Regions from separate parts of the Mus musculus genome. Here regions 1 and 2 are each linked to region 3. A link is a contact called in public Hi-C data. All regions are on one chromosome and are shown on one strand. Each heading gives the region's core, a stretch centred on a gene start, on an enhancer-like site or on the middle of the called end of the contact. The rest is flanking DNA. Distances are from core to core; before and after follow the strand shown. Region 1 has its middle 53 kb from the start of Gm46240. Region 2 has its middle 80 kb from the start of Gm46240. Region 3 has its middle 76 kb from the start of Gm34044.

Evidence for each region. A called contact is a pair of places that touch in the nucleus more often than the background predicts.
Region 1: a contact with region 3 is called in a Hi-C map of cerebellum, with 3 times the contacts expected there. The contact joins two enhancer-like sites. A contact is called at or near these places in 3 of 39 promoter capture datasets (the 3T3-L1 cell line and 3T3-L1-derived adipocytes) and 6 of 484 Hi-C or Micro-C datasets (brain, cerebellar granule neurons, cerebellum and 2 more).
Region 2: a contact with region 3 is called in a Hi-C map of uterus, with 5 times the contacts expected there. The contact joins two enhancer-like sites. A contact is called at or near these places in 3 of 484 Hi-C or Micro-C datasets (brown adipocytes and uterus).

The regions. Positions count from the first base shown.
Region 1 is chr10:96,846,045-96,850,965 of GRCm38.p6, reverse strand. No RefSeq gene overlaps it. Among named protein-coding and RNA genes, the nearest start is that of Gm46240, 53 kb to the left of the region's middle. Within about 2 kb of position 3,290, at least 15 of the 459 cell types and tissues checked have an H3K27ac peak or open chromatin away from gene starts, as enhancers often do. A contact at or near this core is called in cerebellar granule neurons, cerebellum and muscle stem cells, where this site is marked.
Region 2 is chr10:96,819,312-96,824,316 of GRCm38.p6, reverse strand. No RefSeq gene overlaps it. Among named protein-coding and RNA genes, the nearest start is that of Gm46240, 80 kb to the left of the region's middle. Within about 2 kb of position 1,801, at least 60 of the 459 cell types and tissues checked have an H3K27ac peak or open chromatin away from gene starts, as enhancers often do. A contact at or near this core is called in uterus, where this site is marked.
Region 3 is chr10:97,156,805-97,161,794 of GRCm38.p6, reverse strand. No RefSeq gene overlaps it. Among named protein-coding and RNA genes, the nearest start is that of Gm34044, 76 kb to the left of the region's middle. Within about 2 kb of position 1,799, at least 52 of the 459 cell types and tissues checked have an H3K27ac peak or open chromatin away from gene starts, as enhancers often do. A contact at or near this core is called in cerebellar granule neurons, cerebellum, muscle stem cells and 1 more, where this site is marked.

The sequences.
Region 1 (4,921 bases), core at 2,041-4,540, 310 kb after region 3:
TTCAGAGGCAGCATGTGGGCTTCTAACAGGGATCAGTAGATGTCCACCTATAGAGCAAACCCGCCTGTAGCCTGTGTTTTGTTTAACAGCGTTTTGTTTTCACAGCTGGGGGGATTAAACGTGTGATTTCATTCATGCTAAGTAAGTGTTCTTCCACGGAGCTTTCCCCATAGCCTTTTCGTGTTTTTCTTTTCAAATTTTTTGCTTTTGAGACAAGGTCTCACTAAGTTACCCAGTGTGGCCCTGATCTCTCTCTATAACACAGTTTTACACTTCAACCCTCAGTCTTTGAAGTAACTAGAGTTATAGGTCTAACGACCCAACACCAAGCATTCTTTTGTTTTCATAAAGTTTTATTGCAACAGAGCCATGTTCACTTATTTTAATTTCTCGACTTTGTCAGTGGTTCCAATGCTGCCGGGAGATTTAAACAATTGCAACAGAAAGCCTCAAAGCATAAAATATTTGCTGTCTTGTGGGAAGCCACATGTGCCTTTGCAGAGTGGCGCTGGCTACTGCTGGCCACCACGCATAAGTTTGGGCAAACAACCAATGTGTACATAGGCAGTAAAGTTTTTTGCCAAGATGAGGTTCTGAGAGTATAACCAATCAGATGTGAGACATGCAAATGAGGTATGTTAATGAGGTTCTGTGAAGTACAGAGAGAGAGAGAGTAACCAATCAAATGAGGAACATGCAAATGAGGTATAGTGCATAACCAATCCAGGTGTGAGACACGCCTCTCCTAGGCCTATATAAGCAGCACCAGTTCTGGGCTTAGGGTCTCTTCGCCTCTGCAATCAAGCTCTCCCAATAAACGTGTGCAAAAGGATCCTGTTGCAGCGTCGTTCTTGCTGGCAAGTCAGGGTGCACACAAGACTGTCTATCATGCTGTAGATAGAGAACAAAGGCCTGGCGATATAAAGCAGAGCCAAATACAAGCAGCAGATAGCAGTTTTGTTACTCCATCAATACATACATGGCATGTGTAAGGCGCTAAGTTCTGTGGCTAGAGCAGAAACAACTGAACAGATTCCTTTGCCTCCAAAAGCTTACAAAGGCTTGTTCTGGCTTCACCACAATGGTTATGGCTCAACTTTCTCCTTCCGCAGTTGTGAAAGAGCACAGACATGCATGGCAGAGTATAGGTACCATTTAAGGTGTCAGCAGGACTACCATAAAGTAGACAGCTTACCCCGTTATATTTAGTAAACATATACTAAACTGAAATTATAGCCGGCAACAGCATCAGATGCAGTTGTATTACTCACTCACTGAATACAGAGAGGAGCAACAAGCATTTGGTAAATGTACTATTTACTTATTTATTTAAATTTGCAGTGCTGGGAATTAAACGAAGGCAGTGGTTCTCAATCTTCCTCATGTTGCGACCCTTTAATCCAGTTCCTCATCTTGTGGTGACCCCTAACCATAAAATTATTTTCCTTGATACTTCATAACTGTTATTTTACTCCTTTTATGAATCGTAATGTAAATATTTGATGTGCAGAATATCTGATGTGAACCCCTTTTGAACGGGCCGTTCAAGTACCAAATATGTCACAACCCACAGGTTGAGAGCTGCTGAACTGAAGACATTGCATACAGTATGCAAGCACTCCTCACTGTGTTGTGTCCCAATCTTTTGGTGACCTTATTTGTATCCCACTGTCAAAAGAGACAGAGGTAGAGATGATACAGGCAACAAACTATAATTATCAGTGAGAGACCATTTCTATTTGGAAAACATATGTATCAAGAAACTAAAAATTCTGCTAATAATAACAATCATTGAGCTTGGTGGCACACAATATTAAACCCAGCAGAGAGATAGAGGTATGTGGATGTCTGTAAGTTTAAGACCAGCCAGCATGGTCTACATAGTGAATTCCAGGCCAGCCAGGCTACATAGATGCTAATAACATTTGATTTTTCTTCCTGATAATAATTATCTAACAATGAGAAATATACATGGGGAAAAAAAGGGCAAAACTTTCTTCTTGTTTCTAAAAGAAGGAGAGAGAAGGAAATTTTGTATCCAGTGCACAGAGGAAAACACTAGATTGAATAATTCATAAGTGGTAAAGAATGTGAGAAGCATTCATGTGTGCAAGTATGTTTCTCAAGCCAGAAATGCCTGGCTTAACAAATCCAGGTCTTAGTCTTGTAATAGCAAAAAAAAAAAAAAAAAAAAGATGAGCAAAGAAAATCTGGCAGTAGTTGAACTTACCACTTGCAAGGAGAGTGGCCACAAAAGCCAGATGGCAACCGCTCTTGATGGGGCTGGAGGTGTGGTTCTATGGTGGAACACTTGCCTAGCATGAGCTGGACATAGGTCCAAGCCCTCCAAGCTAAAATAAAAAAGAAAGGAAGGGAAGAAGGAAGGAGGGAGGGAGGGAGGAAGGAGGGAGGGGCGAGCAGACTGAAGGAAAGAAAAAAGAAAGACAGAAAGACAGATGACAGACAGAAACAAAAAAACAAAGAAGTATGATCGATAGGTGGGTGGGTGGGCAGATGGATGGATGGACGAATGGACAGATGGATAGATAGATAGATAGATAGATAGATAGATAGATAGATAGATAGACAGACAGACAGATGGATAGATAGGCAAACAAGCATCCTAATAATTAGGGGAGTATTTGTTTACAGCATTAGTACATAGCCAAACACAGAAAAAAAGTACTTGTTATGGAAGTTTGAGAAATCAAGTCTGGACTATATTAGCTAACCTTTAATCAGTCATTCTGCTTAAACATAAATGAGAAGAGACTTGTTTTCAGGTCACCCCTGGGGGGACGTTCATATCTTCAGTTTGTCACAGTAGTCATCTACATAATTCTCTTCCCAACCATTTGTTTCCTAAGAAGGATTTTCTGATTTGTCACACATGTCCTCATTCATTGGTGCAGTGCCCTGGCAGACCAGAGATTCCAAACTTGTCCAGGAAAGGCTTTCATAATTCATCATGCATACCACTCTGCCTTGGCACCAATAGCCATGGCTCTATCCAAGTGCATGCTCTCGGGCATTCATGGTTGACTAAAAGGACCAGATTTCTGATGAACTAATGTAGGACAAAGGCAAAGAGGCTGAGCAACACGGGTCCTGTGGTTGAGGTGGAGAAGAAATAAAAAGAGGAAGAGAGAGAATATGAGAGAGGGGACCAAGGGATGAAGCCAGGAGTAAGTGGGGGATGCTCCTCTTGATGGTGTATAAGAGAAGAATGTGTGGTGATGGTGATGCTAGGTGAAGAAAGCTGCTCCCTGCAGTGAGACAAGATTCTGCCAGAAGAGTGCTGAGAGGCTTGTGAGGGAAGAAGGAAGGAGGACAGGAAGAGCGGGGAAGGAGAACCTGGTGAGAGAACAAATGTGCCAGGACCGATTTTTTTTTTTTTTTTGAAAGTGTGCTACCAGCCAGAGAACACAGGAAGTTCATGTTGAGGACCATCCTTGAAGTAGGGCATGTGCTGACCTTGGCTTTGGCAAGGCTGAGGGAGACAGAGAGGAGTATAGTGGACAGGGGACGATGCTTGGATTCAGGCTATGTCAAGGCTCTTTGCAAGGGTCAATTTGTCTCGGAACAGTTTTCCTGTTTCCACCGTGGTGGAAAGGACTTCAGCAGTGAGCCCTCCGGATTTAAAATTGAGATTTTCTCTGTTGAAGTGTTTCACCTTACAAAGATAGAGCACAGTCGTGAGAATGGAGTGTGCCCGACTATTGTTACAGTCTAAGTATTCAGTCAGCCTTCTTCTCCTGCTGAATATTCAAATTGGAAGACTATGCGGGACAAAGAGAAAAATAAATGCATTTCTGATTAGAAAATGCAAATGAGTTCCTGCATTCTGCTTAAATCCCTCCAACACACCCTTTAGTTCTGTGCTTTCATTACCATCTAACTAGGAACTTATGTATTTTGTGTGAGTCTCTTCAATTTTTCTTAAAAAAAAAAAAAAACCTTCAGCCTGAAGGTGAAAGAAATGCAAATGAAAGCTACTCGATAACAATGGGTCCATGGAACTGGCAAAAATCCCAAAACAGCAACAATGTTTCAAGTTGATCAAATGGTAACAATAGAAACCCTCCCATCTCCGTGGCCTTATAAAGAAACATCAAAGTTTAGGAGGAAAACTTGGAAATTAATTATCCCAAGTATTTTAGCTTATTGACCATATACCACTTAGATAGATGTACAAATGATAAAACACATTTGAGTAAAAATATCACTATCATAAATAGTATCAGGGCAAAGAACAGGGAATGTTTAAAATGCCCCCCATCAGGGAACTGGCTTTTTAAATTAGGGTCCATCTTTTCAACAAAAACCCCCAGAGGCCCTTAAAGAGTTCTGCTCGGTATATTAGATAGTCGTGTACTAGAACTATAACGTGTTTATTATAACACATTTTAGTCAAAGTATCAATGATAGACTAGACACCAGCGATATTTTATAAGGATCGTCCATGCAAGGACAACATTTGAAGAGGACCATAGCAAATTGTAAGCTGTGGACATCCCCCAGGCAGTGGCAGAAATGGGAGGGAGACTTTTGCTTTTTCTTTCTTACTGCATTTTTTTTTTAATCTACCTACCCAGGTTCTTCCATAATGCCAACCTATTTACTCTGACATTTTCGTTTGTATCTTTTCTAGAAATGTAGGGGTTGCAGTTTCTTGCTGGTGGGTATATCAAGTCTGTAATCTCTCCATTCTAAGCTGATGCTACCATTCTGTGTCAGGGCTTGTTCACCCCAGGTTCCAAACGTTCCGGGAGTGTACAGACCTACTCTGCACAGCTCTCATTTTGCTGCTGCCTTCTCCCTGTATCAGCAGCCACTGGCATCCACACTCCACCTCCTGGAGACTCAGGCCAGAAGCAGAATAAACAGAACTCACGTTGTCTTTTTGAACACTCTCACCATG
Region 2 (5,005 bases), core at 552-3,051, 340 kb after region 3:
GATCAAGTTCACAGTATAAGTTGTCTCCATTGAACTTCTTCTTTTCTAGGAGGAACAATGATTTCCTTTTGACTTGCCAACACATAATCTAGTGTGACTTTTGACTTTCTGTCAATGGGATCTCCTACCTGCCCATTTACTTAAGCTTCAAAAGCTTAAAACTCTAGGCTAGACAGGATTAGTATGTGGTATTGCACCAGACCAGTGAACTCCCTTAAGGGCCTTAGACGTTTGAGAAATGCCATGGAATCCCCTGAACTTGTAACTTGAACCAATGTTAAGTGGTCTGAGGATAGGAAGAAGCCAAGGATCTGAGAAAGGGAAGCTCCAAGAATCCATATCTGATATCACCAGGGCATGGATAAGGCTGTCAACATCATTGGAAAACTTAAACATCCCAGAAGACCTAGCTAATATAGTCCGTACAGATACAGCAAAGGCGAACGCCACCCAGAGGTAATAACGACCAAGCTTGTGCATTCCAATGGCATGACTTCCGGGAAGGCTGAGGGGGTTCAGACCTGAAACAGCTCCCTGCTTATCCTCATAGGTGATTTGACTTTAAATGACTTTAGGCTCCAAAAGGAACTACAAGTTTGAATTCCCTGTTGTGATTCAAGCCAGAAAAGAACATATTACCTTTCAATGACAGGTTTAAGAGGTTTTCAAGCTCAGCAGAAACAGTGTCACTGGAGCCAAGCAGAACTCAGCCATAGACAGTGCGAATCTGTATTTCTGAACAGCTGACGTGTGGCTATTTCAAAAACCTTACACCAATAATCTTCTGTGTAGATGCCCTGACACGCTGCTCTCGGAACTTTCCAGAACTGACTCATAATTAGCCATCATGGTCTGTTCAACCAAGAAGGAGGGATAACTTTATCTCACTTTAAGAATCTGAGTTGATGTTCTTCCTTATCATGTAAATGTCTTTAATGAGTCACTTATTGATATAAACACTTTGTATGGTGTTCTTAGGATTTGCCCAAACCCATCCTTCCTCGTAACTCGTTAGAATGTAAAATTGTTGAACCACTAGAGAAAAAACAAAGTTTCATGGTTCCCTCACTAAAGTTAAACAAGGATCTTTTTTTTTTTCCCGAACCATATGACCCTCCAATTCCACTCCTAGTCACACCAAAAATCATTGGAAACAGATGTTCAAATAAAACCTAGGGCACAAACAGCCATAACAGCAACTTTCAGGGTAATAACCTGCAGGTGGAAATGACCCTAATGCACATCAACAGATGAATGGATATAAAAAAAAAATGTGGCCTGCCCACACAGTAGAATATTATTCAACTACTAAAAGGAAGGAATGCATGAAGGAGGTGCATGCCACAGACAAATCAACTGGAACTCATACCTCACATGAATGAAGCAGACACAAAAAGTTGGAGGTTGTATAGTTTAATGTATTTGAAATTTTCAAAATAGGCAGATCTATAAAGATGGCAAGATTAGGGGTTTCCAGGAACTAGGGCAAAGGAGGAGTTAAAATTGATTGCTTAGTGAATAACAAGCTTGTAAAGAAACAAACAGTTCCAGAAGCAATTGTGGGGGGGAGATACCACCACAATTTCCTGCATGTGTTTATTGCCTCTGACTTCTTACAATGGTGAAAAATGACAAGCCTTGCCTGTCACTTTATACAATGAATGGATACCTATCTTATTTCCCAAGAACCTCTCTTGGGCCCATGGAAATTTTTCTGCAGTACTAACTGAAATGGGTCAACGGTTTTCCCTCGTGGGAAGGAACCCAAGTCTCTGATTGCACCGAGCAAAACTGGTCAGCTGTTTTACAAGGAAAACAGCTGGCACTGAAGCCTGTGCTCTTTAAAGAGCTGCTAGCTGAGCCTCTTCCCCAGGGTGAATTCAAGCTGAAGAGCTGTGATTCTGAGCCAGGTTTGCGTGGGCCACACCCAGCTACTAATAAGTTGTTCCCAACTCTACAGGCCTCATCTTAATAACTAGCTCTTCTCCTACCTTGGAAGTTCCCATAATCATGTGGCCACTCAAATGAGAAGAGCAGAAACCACTGACAATTTGGAGACGAGACAGAGTCCAGAAAAGGAAGCAAAGTCATGAAAATATAAATTTAGCTTGAGGTGTTCCATGAACACAAGGCAGAGGCTTAGAATTGGGGCTTGTTCTAAATGTCCAAACGGAGAAAATAGTGGTGTCTCTGGAACAGAGCCATGTGGGTAAAGCAGTTTCTAGAGCAGAGGCCAGACTCTGGTGTCCTGGATACATGGGAATTTATGACAATATTTGAAAACTTTTGCAACTTATGAGGAGACTTTGGCCTAGCTGGAGACAACTAGTCAGATGAACTGTCTGTGACCTAAAGATGACAAAGCAAGCTGCAAGTAGAGAAAGTTGGAAGTGACAGTTTCCTCTGTCCTGGAAATGCCAGTTAGGAATACTAGCTTTTAAGGTAGAGGTCAGTCTTGAGACACCAGGAGAAAAGGGAAGGTAGGCAGGAGCCAAGCCTTGTAATAATAATAATAATAATAATAATAATAATAATAATAACAATAACAATAACAATAATAATAACTCAAAGTCTTGATGTGACAGTTTTAAGCAGGAAAAATTACATCGTATGATTTAGGTTAATGAAATACTATTCTCTGGTGGCACTGCAGAAGATGGACAGGCGGAAGGAATCTTGGAGCAAAACCAGGAACATTGCCAGGGCAATAGTGACTCTCAAATGTTGCTGGTACAGACCAATGAGGATAAGAATGTAATCTAGGCAATTCTATTCTGTTGGATAAAATGTAGGGAAGGGGAGCACATGGCGGAGTAAAGACTTACTTCTAGTTCAAGCCAAAGGTCATAGCGTCTGATATGTTCTGCTACGATAAACAAAGCCAGTGTACGCCCTGTAGAACGTCTAGTGAGGTTTGCCCAGTGGTTGCCTCTAAGGTCATATTAACCATCCAGATGTGCTAGTCCAGATGTGCTAGTCCAGATGTGCTGGTGGCATATATTCAGTTTCTTCTTCCTTTAAAATTTTCTCACTTTTATTTTATCCAACATATAAAAGCATGTGGGAACGAGTTTCCATACTGTGCATTAATCCGCGACTACATTGTGTGATGTGTGATGTTTAGATCCGTTTTAATGCATCTTCTCAAACATTGGTCATTTCTTGATGATGAGAAGCTTCAAACTTGCTTTGTGCAGTGTTTCGAAATGCTCGGCCTAGTGCAAACACAGCCACCCTCCCAGTGGGTCTTACACCCATACAACTAACCATAACATGGGTTTCCTATATCTCTGCCTATGTAAAGAGTAGGTAGCACACTAGATTGTGTGTCTTGACGGGCAGTGAGGCATAACATTTATTCTTATATGCATTGGCCCTTCTCTTCTGTGTGGTTGCATATTGTTTGTCTGTCTTGCTGCTTTGTGAAATCTGGTGACTGACACCTGGAAAACTTTGGGCATCCTTCAACATTCTTGGCACTTGCTGTCTGTACCTTGGACTACTTGTTGCCTGACCCTACCTGCCCTTGAGGCTTGGAGGTGAGGTAGCCTGGAATCAAAGACACAGACTCCAGGAGCAGGTGAAAGCTTGTCTGAACACTGTTGCAAGGTCCATAAATACCTTCCACCTGTGCCCATGGGTCCCAAGAAAGCATCTTTTCTAAACAGCAGTTCCCAATTGGCTGGCATTGTCTGCATCAGCAATCCTTGTTCTCTCATACAGTCCTCAATTAGATCCTCCTGCAGGAGATGACTTTGAAGCTTCTAGCCCCCCATGTTTATGTAGAGGTGGCCAGTGCTGGTCTGCCTACAGGCACTGTCACCAGAGATCCCTGAGTAAGTGCTCTCACACTCCTGCTCACTTGGCCTCCCTGTGACTGTCAACCTAACAAAGTCTAAAACCATCTAGAGTATAGAGCTCTGGGCCTGTGTATGAGAGAGCTTCTCAATTGGGTTATCTGAATTGGGAAGACCCTCTGTGAGTATGGGAGGCCCCTTTCCGTTCTCTAGGCTGAGTTCAGGAGATGGTGAGCTAAGCATAATTTTTCTCACAAAGTGGGACCAGCTCCTTCATTCCTGCTGACTGGTTCTCCCTAGCATAAGGGACTGCTCTCTCAAACTGAAATAGAACAAACCCTTCCTCTTGTTGCCTTATGCAACAATGTTGTCACAGCAATGGGAAAAGCTACCAGCATCCTCTCCATTCTCCAGCTCTTTTTTTAAATTATTTAATTAGATATTTTCTTCATTTACATTTCAAATGCTATCCCAAAAGTCCCCCTAACCCTCCCCCTACCACACCCCTACCCACCTACTCCCACTTCTTTGCCCTGGCGTTCCCCTGTACTGAAGTATATAAAGTTTGCAAGACCAAGGGGCCTCTCTTCCCAATGATGGCCGACTAGGCATCTTCTGATACATATGCAGCTAGAAACACGAGCTCCGGGTGGTACTGGTTAGTTCATATTGTTGTTCCACCTATAGGGTTACAGACCCCTTTAGCTCCTTGGGTACTTTCTCTAGCTTCTCCATTGGGGGCCCTGTGATCCATCCAATAGCTGACTGTGAGCATCCACTTCTGTGTTTGCCAGGCACTGGCATAGCCTCACAAGAGGGAGCTATATCAGGGTCCTTTCAGCAAAATCTTGTATGCAATGCTGTCAACGTTTGGAGACTGATGGATCCCCGGGTATGGCAGTCTCTAGATGGTCCATCCTTTCATCTCAGCTCCAAACTTTGTCTCTGTAACTCCGTCCATAGGTGTTTTGTTCCCAATTCTAAGAAGGGGCAAAGTGTCAATACTTTGGTCTGCATTCTTCTTGAGTTTCATGTGTTTTGCAAATTTTATCTTGTATCTTGGGTATTCTAAGTTTCTGGGATAATATCGACTTATCAGTGACTATATATCATGAGAGTTCTTTTATGATTGGGTTACCTCACTCAGGATGATGCCCTCCAGGTCCATCCATTTGCCTAGAAATTTCATAAATTCATTCTTTTTAATA
Region 3 (4,990 bases), core at 550-3,049:
GTCTCTTCGTGGCAATGGAACACTGACTAAGTACATAATGTATATTCTTATTTATATGTATATTGTCTCAGGAAATATTTTTAATTCTTTATTTTACTTTTGAGATTATAATATAATTACTTCATTTCCTCTGTTTCTTACGTCCTCCAAACCTTCCCGAAGACCCAGTCTTTGTGTCTTTAAATTCCATGGGCTCTTTATTCATCAATTGATGAATTGATGAATATATATTCCGAGATACATAAAGACCACCTGCTCAAGGTGTATGATGTGACTTCTGCGCATGGTCTCAGATCCCCAGACCAATCATAAGAGGATGGTAAATTCTGTGCTGTGTGTGTTTGTGAGGGGAGTTAAGAGATTAGAGAGTAGAAAAGAAGCAATATTTACTTACCACCTCATGGAATTTATCACATGTATTATCCATAAAATAACAGACAGCACTAAAGAAATAAATGAAAGAAAATTTCTAATGCTTCCGTTACTCTCACCAACAATAATTTGAAGAAGCAAACATTTCATTAGTAATTGCTCAAGCTTTCAAAATGCAGATAGAACACACACTGGCTTCTTTTTACAAGGACATACATTAAGTCTCCCCTCCCTTTTTCCTCTAGCCTTCCACTCGTCAGCCCCTCCCTGCACTGGCACAGATTTCTGATAACAGACTTCCTGTCACCCAGGCTATCTCCTTGTGCTGGCCTTTCCACGGTACCCACACTGGAGAGACAAGTCCTGTCATTGTTCTGAAATGTAAGGCAGGAGCTTAGATGAGGAGATATCAAACAGAGAAGAAACTTCCTGTAAGGTCTATTTGGTGGTGGTGGTAGTTGTAAAGTGTGTGTGTGTGTGTGTGTGTGTGTGTGTGTGTGTGTGTGTGTATCTCTGTGTGTTTACTTCTAAGTATGGCTATGAGTTTTTTGGAAAAGAAAAGAACTCTCTATTATAAGTCACCTCTTATGCCCTTTATACATTTTATTAGTTTCTTATTTGACTGGAGAAAAAGACAAATATTTTAATTTTACCAGAGGAAATGGACTACCGGTGAATAAGCAGCAGCCTGACATCCAGCCTTCTATATTCCCAGTATACAAGAAGATGGCTATCTCAGTACATCCGTTGTTTTCAGGAAAGACACTTGAACAGGGTTAAAGACATTTTGTTTGCTTGTTTGCTTTAGGGAAAATACACATACTGATACTGGCACTGGACGAATACAGAAGGGGCTGTGCATTTAGAGTTCCTGATCGTGATGGCTTCTAGTACTGAGCTATGTTATTAGTCTCAAGCCTGTATTTCAATTAGACTGCTTCCCCCACCTCTCTGAGACTGAGTTGTAATGCTCACTATTTCCTCTAGAGGGAGAACGGAACAGCAATCCACCAGAACGGTATTTATGGAAAAACTGGGTCAATTAGAGTAACCCTGAAGATTTTTTCATGACAGAAAAACACGAGTTTGCCAGGAGTTCCATAAACCAAAACACAGAGTGGTTACTTGCAATAAGTGGCCTTCTCTGTGTAACCGAGTCACCCTTTGTAATGTATAGGAATGTGGCCTCAGTTTGCTGTCGATATTAAAGCAATAGGGAAAAAAGTTGGGGGCACACACCTCATTTCACTCACTTTACCCACTCACTTTATATAAGTTATAAAGATGTCTCCATTACATTACAGATGATAAGCTCATTAGAGATGTTTGCAAAGCTGTGCATTTGAGTCGCAGTCTTTATGAGCATCCCCTGCTCGAGCACACATGCAAGGTAGCATGAGTGAGGAAGACAATCTGCAGAATGAGCTATTCGGTACATAAAGACACTGCCTAGTACCTCACATCGGGATGACCATCCATTCCCTCCTCCCTGTACCATTTTCCAGGATAGCCAGCATTTGGCTGACATGATCCAATCCTTTTAAGTTTCAGAGACTTGATTTAAAAAAAAAAAAAAAAAGCAACCCTGTTTTAAGATTTGTGTGCCTTATCCAGAAGCTCCCATCAATGGTCGCCACCCAGCTACTACACATCCTGAAAAAATAAGTATCAAATGGAGCCAAGACCAGCAACTCCAGGAATAAAGACTCCTACGAGACAGCAATGGTGATAGGAAATTCTCCTGTTCATCAGTGTGGTGCCCAGTTCCCCACCCCCACCCTGATGATACAGTGACATCATTGGTCAGCAGCAGCACTGGCCTATTTTCTGTACTGCTTATGGTGGATTGGACTGGATGGAAATAAACATCTTATATAACAGGCAGGCTGTGCTTCCTGTCTTTCTCTCCCTACCCAAGGAGATTTTCCCAGTGTGAATTCTGCCTGTACAATTAACATTGGCCAAATTTCAGTTGAAAAAAAAATCTGTTAGGGTTTTAAGCAGATTAACAAATACAGCCCATGGATGCTGTCCCCTATTCCTTCTCCTTTATACGCATGAACGCACACACACACACACACACACACACACACACACACACACACACACGAGAGAGAGAGAGAGAGAGAGAGAGAGAGAGAGAGAGAGAGAGAGAGAGAGAGAATCTCCGAGTTTGCCTCCCACCATTGCCTCCAGGCCCCCTGCAATCAAAACAGCTTTTTATCAAGAGACAAGAAAAGCAAGCAAGTTAAATTGAAATTGGTCTTGGAACAGTTGAAAACAAAATAAAAGATTGCAGATTAGAGCTATTGTCCCATCTCGGAGATACAAAGCAGACCCCCCTCTGTGCTTATTTTCTCGGCATTGAAACAGACAAACCAAAGATTATGAAAGGGTGCATCCTGCCCTAAGTAGCCTTCAGCATCAAGAAGAGTACAACCCTAGAACCAGACATGTGCAATTGTGATTTGTAATGATTAACCAAGACTCCCTGAGCTTTGTCTCATAAATCTTGCTTTGTGTGGAACCGTTTATGAATCCTTGAACTTGAGCATTTTATTGTAGAGGCTGCTTCTGAAGAAATTACGTACAAATGAGCCTTCAGTATGATTTTGCTGATTCCAGTACAATAAGTCAGAGACAGCCGAGAGCTAAGGGGCGGGGAGGAGGAGGGGGGAAATGGTTGAACAGCTTAGTGGAGACTCATTTGAAATCAGCAAAGTGATGCTATGTTGGGAAGGAGGAGGTTAACTGACCTAGTGGACTTTGTTGGTGAAATCATTGTGCAGTCTTGATGCAGTCAGTATTTGAACATCATATGCATGCCTCGAACATGGAAAATACCAAAATAATCTGAATAACATGGAGCTTGAACTTGGCATTTGAGGATTTTTTTTTCACTGAACTACTGATTTGCAGTCCAACTTAGGAACATGCTTAGGAGCCAATTCAGGGGGTAGATGATGAATTAAAAGGGCCAGAAAGATTGCACGTGGCAGAGAACCAGAAAAATTTACTGCATGATTGTGTCTTCTAGAAGCTTCACCCATGATACACCAACAGTATGACTGCCCAAACAAGGCCTGAATGAGGACGACACCCACAGATATGGTACAGTGGAAGAGGGAAATCTCACAGGGACACATTGTGCCACTAGTCAAAACAATTACAGGCTACTAAGGAATTGTCCAAGTGGTAGAATCAGTCGTTCCCAAGGCTGGGGATAACTCCTGAAGGCTTATCCAATACTGAGCAGCCGTGCCTGAAATCACATGCATGCATGTAACACTAAATAGACCCAGCAGGTTGATTTATACATGTATGGATATGTGTAACAATTTTTAAAGAAGCCATACATTTTAGAAGGAGGGAGGGCACTAGAGGAGTTGGAAGGAAGGGGAAAGAGGAAATGACACAAATATATCTTAATTAAAAAAAAAAAAAGATAACCTACTCCTTCCTCTGTGGGGGAAAAAAGATTACAGAGTGTCCATCCTAAGCAGGAACCATTTTGAAGAGACTGAATGTGACTCTCTCTCTCTATGGTCTCTATTCATTGATGCAGAGTCGACATATTTGGTTAAGAAAGTCAGTCCTGTGCAAAGTGCATGCCACACTTTTTATCCATTTGGAGATTCATGTCTGAGTTCAAAGGTGACTCACTGTTAAACAATATGCACTAGTATAGCACATGCATCTTTCTTCACCTTACACCCATGACATCTGCATTTCTGAAGGTAATGGGTCCATGTTCATTCTGCAAATTCTGCAAATTCAGAGAGATGATGTAGCAGGAAAGGTTCATATTTAAGTGTCTCCTTCAGTTTTTCTATCCATAAGAAGCTAAATAATATGTTAGACTGCTCTCTTTTTTCATCTTTAGTATGAAGACAATAATGCCTTTTTTCTTTATTAAAATATTTTATTTATTTACATTTCAAAAGTGGCCCCCCCTTCCCAGTTTCCTTTCCCAGAATTCTTCATCCCGCCCCACCCCTGCCCACCACTGAAAGGGTGCTCCCTGACCACCCACCCCTACCAGTATTCCTCTTCCCTGGGATATCAAGTTATTACAGGATTAAGTACGTCCTCTCCCACCGAGGCCATAAATGGCAGTCCTCTGCTACACAGGAGCCTGCCCGGGGCCTCGAACCAGCCCGTGTATGCTCCATGGTTGGTGGCTTAGTCTCTGGGAGCTCGGGGGCAGGGGCAGCAGGGGGAGGGCCCAGGTTAATTGACACTGTTGTTCTTCCTATGGAGTTGCAATCCCCTTCAGCTCCTTCAGTCCTTCCTCTAACTCTTCCATATTGGTCCCTGACCTCAATCCAATGGTTGGCTAAGTATCTGCATTTGTCTCAGTCAGTCACTGGTAGAGCCTCTCAGAGAACAGCTATGCCAAGTCCTGTCTGGACGCACAATATGGAGTAATAGTGTCAGGATTTGGTGTGCATACATGGAATGGATTCTAAGTTGGGCTAGTCACTGGGTGGCCTTTCTTTCAGTCTCTGTTCCATTTTTGTCTCTGCATTTCTTCTAGACAGGAACAAATCTAGGTTAAACATTTTTGAAGATGGGTCCCCTGCCTCAACTGGGGGCCGTGTCTATCTACTTGAGGTGA